Regions from separate parts of the Triticum aestivum genome. Here region 1 is linked to region 2. The links are chromatin contacts, called in public Hi-C maps. All regions are on one chromosome and are shown on one strand. The core of a region is the stretch at or near the end of the contact, and the rest is flanking DNA. Distances in the headings are between cores, read along the strand shown.

Region 1 (3,214 bases), core at 170-2,669, 290 kb after region 2:
AAAATCGATGTCCTGTTAAGTCACACATTCAACAGATGCTAAAATAGTCTGTCTTCTCCTCAAATATTCAGCCATTTCACTTTTTACAATCTCAACAGTGTCCAAACACAGCTAAAATAATTTGCTTTCTTATTGTGTATTCTTAATCTTCCCAGTGCAAATGTGTAATAAAAATGTTGTTACATAACTTTTTTTTCCTGCTGTTCCAAGATTACTTTTAGTACCTTCAAGTGAAATATCAAAATACGGCTCCAGCATGCGTAGCCAACAATACCAGTTGCAAGGATTGACAGATAACAGTTCGAAAAATAAAACACATCCATCCATGAGTTTCTGGTAAAAATAATCTTCATTCACTAAAATCGATGTCCTGTTAAGTCACACATTCAACAGATGCTAAAATAGTCCGCCTTCTCCCCAAATATTCAGCCCTTCCCCTTTTTACAATCTCACCAGTGTCCAAACACAGTTAGAAATGATTTGCTTTCTTATTTCGTAGTATTCTTTGTTTTACCAATGCAAACGTGTAATCAAAATGATGTTACAACATAACTTTTTTCCCCGAGGTTCCAAGATTACTTTTAGTATTTTCAAGGGAAAATTATCTGCAAGCCTGAGACTGGATATTTGGATGTAATCATCTCAATACAACTTCAACAAGCTGTGTTCATCAGAATAACAAAAAATGCGGAACATTTTGACCTGGTAGTAGTTATCAGTGCAACCCATATCGATCACTACCAGTTCATGCAAAAGCAGCAAGGATTGACAGATAACATAAATCTTTGAACTAATTGAGAGCAAACCATAAAAGCGCAAATTATTCCGTCACGTTTCATAGATATAGATACAGGCAACAGCTAGAAAACATCACCAGGGAGAGATCCATCCGAGAAGGCTGAACCTAGATCAGAAGTAGAGCCCCATCTGGACGTTCTTCTCCATGAATCCGCACTTGGCGTAGAACCCCCTCAGCTCCGGAGTGCAGTTCAGTATAACCTTGTAGCACCCCCTCGCACTCGCGTGCTCCACGAGGCGGCGCACGACGCGCTCCCCGAGCCCCCGGCCGCGCGCCGCGGCGTCCACCACCACGTCCTCCACGTGCCCCACGGTGCCGCAGCGGCGGATGAACTTGCGCTCCACGAGAACCGCCCCCGCGGCGGCGATGCGGCCCGTGCCGGCGTCCTCGGCGACGAGGACGAGGTGGTCGCCGCCCAGGGCCGCGAGCTCGGCGAAGCGGGAGCGGAAGGAGTCCTCGGTGAGGGGCGCGGAGGGGGAGAGCTGCGCGAGGAGGTCGCAGAAGCCCTTGGAGAGGTCGCCGAGCTCGAGCGGCCGGATGCGGTACGCGTCGGCGTCGACGCCGGCGCCGGCCTCCGACGCCATGGCTGCTTGCGGTTGTTCCATCGGCGTGCCGTCTGACTATTTCGGCCTGGGAGACGGAGGGACGTCAAATAAGGCCCAATTGGTGTTAGTACCAGGCCCTGTTACATTTTGATTGGGCCTTTACAGGGACTGAACTCATGGGCCGGATCTACAAAGATTCGCCCGTTACACACGTCGCTTCAACTTGGCATTTCGAAAACCACTTTCCCGAAGCCACCCGCCCAAAGCCCCAAACACAGCCGGAAAAATCCCAAAATCGAAACGCGTCACGTCTCCATGGTCGCCGCCCCCGCCCCCGCCCCCGCCGCCGGCGAGGCGACCCCGCCCCCGGAGCCGCCTCCGTCCCGCGTGTCCGTTCGCTCCTCCTCGTCGTCCTCCCGGCGCCGATGCGCCCTCTCGAGCCGTTTCCGTGAGCCGGCGAGCCCGCGGCGCCACGCGTGGGTCTCCCTCCAGGGCCGCCTCGTCGGCGCCGAGGAGGCGGCGTCCGCTGATGCGGCCGCGCCGGGCCTCCCGTCGGACGAGGCGACGGCGTGGGAGCTCTTCAGCCCGATGCACCGCGTCCTCCTCGTCGCCACCGTGGCGGCCGCCTCCTCCCGCTCCCACGCGGCCCGCCGCATCGAGCAGCTCCAGCGATCGATTCATTTCAGGGTTTGCTTCTTCTCATCTCTTCCGTTTCGATCTTATTTGGATACACAGTGGCCACCCAATGCTATCAAGTGCCTGTATAAGTTTCTGCTGTTTAAACGAGTTATTATATGAGATCTCCACCTCCACTAAGACGGTGCACATTTGTATTCTAGCAATTTTTTTTAAAAAAAAATAGCGTGTTGAATCAGCAGTACAAGTGAACAACAAAATAATGTTTTCGTTGTGCAGGATGAGGTGCTGCAAAGCATGCAGCAGAAGCTGGATGATCTGTTGTCCGAGATGCACTCCCTGCAACAGCAATATGTCAAGTGCGACAGCTTCATTTCCACCCAGAGTGAAAAGGTTGAGTTGGTAAGCAGCAAGAAGCTAATGGATGAGGAGGGAACCAGATGCTGTGCGTGCTCACAGCTGGTGACTGCTGCTACTCCTTACAAGACAAAGGTATATGTTTACAAAGAGTATGCTCCCAGAGTTGCTTTTGTCTCCCTTATATTCTCTTATGCTGGACAAATGTGCAGGATTTCTGTGGAATGGATGATGCAAAGAGCGATGTAGTTGATAGGACTAGTGTAAGTCTTGTGGATCATGAGGAGCGCCGGATGTCGGATCTCTCAGACATTTGGAGTGTCGTATCCTCTGTGGATAATCATTTAAGCGGGGACAATCAGGTAACTAAGAATGTACTTTTCCGTGGCGGAAGTATCTATTTTGTGTTTATATTCGTTTATGATTATAGTTTGTGCTGGTCATATACACCTCCATGTTTCCATGGCATATGCATTGTTTATGCTAATGTCAAATGTGCTCTTATCATCATTCTTAGTGATGACGCTTGTAAATTATATCCAGCTAAGTTCACTGGCAGCAGAACAAGAGTTGTATAACATTCAGAAGGAATGTGAAGAGAAGGATGCAATTATAAAGGAACTGACTGCAGCTGCACATACATCTAGCACTGCTGATGCCAAGGTATGTCTTATCTCAATGCTTGCATGCTACTTTGTGGGTGGCATATTCTTACAATATTTTTCTCTTTTTGTGTGTAGAGAATTGCAGAGCTGCAGGATATTCTCAAAAGGAAAAACATGGTGATATCCAAACTGAAGAAAGACATGTCAGCTCTGAAGCAGATGGTAAGCAGTTATTCTAGGTTCTACTGTGTGTACATTGTTATTTGTAAATT
Region 2 (3,164 bases), core at 131-2,630:
CTGTTTTTGTTTTTTTTTCGTGGCAGCGTGCGGGTCGGGGACTCCTATAGGGCGCCTTCAGCGCCGCGCAAGGATCTGGCGCCCGCAGCAGCGCTTGGATGGGCCGGCCCACAATCACGCAAAAAAGCAACGAGAAAAATGACACTCGCGCCCTCCCGATTCCACACGGTGAGGCTAGCCACTGCACCACCTAACTGCTAGCGGATATTCCCACCGCGAAATTTAAATAAACAGCAAATAGACGCGCTATTTATTGCACAATACACTGTGGCATTTATACATTTCAATTATTGAAAATATGTTCAAATATTACGGATGGAGTTCTTGGGCATGCAAAAAAAGGTCCGCGTATTAAAAAATAGTTCTGAATACACATTGAACATTTTCTTAGTATAGGGTGAACATTATTCAAAGAACACTGAACATTTTTTTAAAATACGCTGAACTTTTTTTGAATACATGCTGAACAAAATTTCTCTACACAATGAACATTTTTAATACACACTGAACATTTTTTCAATGTATAGTGAACAATATTCAAATACACGTAGAACTTTTTTTTAAATACGATGAACTCCTTTTGAATGCATGCTGAACAAAATTTCTATACATGATGAACATATTTTATACACACTGAACATTTTTCCAATGTATGGTGAACATTTTTCTTTAATACGGTTAACAAAAATTTGGAATTCAGAACTATTTTTGAAACATGAACAAAATTCGAAAACATGAACACAATTTGGAATTTCGAGAAACATTTTCTGAAAAGTCAAACGAATTTCGAAAAATCTGAACATATTTTGGATATTGAAAATAGTTCATTGAATTTAAAAAAGTTCACTAGTTTTCAAAAAAAGTTCATTGAATTTGAAAAAAAGTTCATCAATTTTGAAAAAAGTTCATGGAATTTGGTTAGAAAAGTTCATCGATTTTGCAGAAAATGTTCACACATTTTGCAGAAAAGAAAAAATGAACAAAACCGTTACAATAAAAAAGGAAAAAGAAAAAACTGTTCCAAAAACGAAAAAAAAAGAAAACCATTCCAGCAAATTAAAATAAAGATTATAAGAATAAAAAGGCCAGTAGTAAACACGTCAAGTAGGCTGGCTGGTTGGTTGTGACAACGAACTCTGAGCAAGGAGATCGCCAGTTCGAGTAACCGTGGGACTCTGTTTTTTGCGTTTCTTTAAAAAAAGTAACGTGGGCCGGCCCAGTGCGGTGAAAGGGGTGTGCGCCCTGTACCGTTAAGCCTAAAACGGGCGCTACGGGCGCCGTTTAGGAAATGCCGTGCGGGTCTGTCCCACTAGCGTAACGACAATATAGAATCGCACGGAGCGGCCCATTGTCTATGGGCCCGTCTAGAGCCCACGGCCATCGTCGCCTACTCGGCTCCATCCGGCGAGAGTAGACCAATCCCCTCCGCCTCTGCCTCTGGCTGTCTCTGCGTGGCGGAGCCTGAGCTTCTCCGGCTTCCACCAACCCTTCCACTGCTACCCACGTCCCCGCCGCAGCCCCATCCTCGCATCTCCCCTGCCCCTGCCGGATTAGCTCGCTCCGATCCGGAGACCCAAGCCTGAAGGTGCGAATCTCCCGGTCCCTCAGATGTCTAATTTGGGCTGCTCCGAAGTATAATCTGTACTAGTACCTTCCCTGCACTGTAGTAGGTGCACTGGAACTTGATAGTATGAAGCGTAGATTGCCCATGGCCTCCGGTGCTGTGATCTTTTTGAGTACTCAACTGCAGTGTGTCTACTGTCCAGGTGACCTTGTCTGCTGTTGTTGCCATAACGATGAGACTAGAGGGATCAGTGGTAGCATAGAGCTCTGTTTTCTGGTAAGTCTACTCGTGCCTGAAATGTTCATGATTTTGGAGGCGAATTCCATTGTAGGATCATATTCTGGGAAGTCCACAGGTTTAGCTTGTATGCAGTTTCTTTATAGCATATTCCGGCATGTGTGTGCTCAGTATGTTCGAACTAGTAAATTCATATATTCAGACAGGGACCTTTCTTCCTGTTATTTTGCCGTCAAAGCTCAAAAGGAGTGATGCCAATTCGCTAAAGCTCAATGTGGTCGTCAGCCTCTATGCTCTCAATCTCCTGGCAGATAATTTTTCTCATAGCAAAATTGCATAGTTGTGCAATCTGTAGCTGTTCTGAAACATACGTTAGTCTCCTTTTAAACGATGCTACTGTCACATGATGCACATCATGGTTCTCTGACCTTGGATCAATTTACTCTTACTTCGGTGTGTTGTCTTATTTTTTATTTGAGATGAATCAATGCTCTCATGTCCCACTAATTCTTAGCTGGTCGTCCGAACATGTTTTTCAGTTTATACTTGGTGCAACTGGAAGCAGATGCTGCTGCGTTGCGCGCCTGCTATATGTTTGCAACGCCGCACCTATACCATGTATTCTCAGCCTAGCCAGTTACAAGGAGGATTGTCACAGAGCATGGCCTTATGGAAGCATTCTCGCTCACATGCAGTCAGTTATCAAACAAAAATGGGTTTAGTTAGTCTTTCTCCTAAGAGCACAACATCATCTCATCTGCAAAATGGGACATGCTTTGCCTGCTTGGAGCAACAGTCTAAACACGGATTATCAGCGAGAGATCGTATCCTACATGCTAAGCTTGATATGGCCTCACATCACGGGTTTTCTAGTATTAGCTGGAAGTCGAGAACGACGAGAAGTTTAGCACAAAAAATAGGGGGTACAGGCGCTGGACTTTCCTTGAGTTTCACAGTTGCTGGGATAGCAAATGCTGGGGGTCCGGTGGATAATGACATTGATTCCAAATCATCCTCTAGTTGTGCTCATGGGAAGAAAGTTTACACAGAGTATTCTGTCACCGGTGAGTGTGTGGAACATTTTGTTTCTATATACATTATGCCTATATGCATGTAGTCACACACGACCTGCAGGCATTCCTGGGGATGGTAGATGCTTGTTCCGTTCTGTGGCTCATGGTGAGTGCATTAGGTCAGGGAAACCCATACCTAGTGAGAATCTTCAAAGGAAGCTCGCTGATGATTTAAGAACACTGGTATGTTTATAATGTATAAAGCCGAGGTCATACTTTTGATGAATATTGTTCTCAACACTGAAGATTTTTTTTCTTGGTTAGTCCTGTCTGAAATTTCTATATAACTT

The links. A called contact is a pair of places that touch in the nucleus more often than the background predicts.
Region 1: a contact with region 2 is called in a Hi-C map of leaf, with 5 times the contacts expected there. The contact joins the promoter of LOC123112402 here to the promoter of LOC123112400 in region 2. A contact is called at or near these places in 4 of 5 Hi-C or Micro-C datasets (leaf, root and an unstated tissue) and 1 of 1 datasets of contacts at active chromatin or transcription factors (leaf).

The regions. Positions count from the first base shown.
Region 1 is chr5B:451,613,172-451,616,385 of IWGSC CS RefSeq v2.1, forward strand. It overlaps LOC123112402 (glucosamine 6-phosphate N-acetyltransferase 1-like), which reads right to left and starts at 1,420. Exons shown (of 1, transcript XM_044533380.1): 1 at 653-1,420. The coding sequence starts at 1,404. The coding sequence ends at 910. It overlaps LOC123116405, which reads left to right and starts at 1,598. Exons shown (of 7, transcript XM_044537369.1): 1 at 1,598-2,031; 2 at 2,260-2,472; 3 at 2,550-2,699; 4 at 2,881-3,000; 5 at 3,078-3,164. The coding sequence starts at 1,660.
Region 2 is chr5B:451,319,493-451,322,656 of IWGSC CS RefSeq v2.1, forward strand. It overlaps LOC123112400 (OVARIAN TUMOR DOMAIN-containing deubiquitinating enzyme 4), which reads left to right and starts at 1,381. Exons shown (of 8, transcript XM_044533377.1): 1 at 1,381-1,585; 2 at 1,767-1,840; 3 at 2,341-2,865; 4 at 2,936-3,057. The coding sequence starts at 2,367.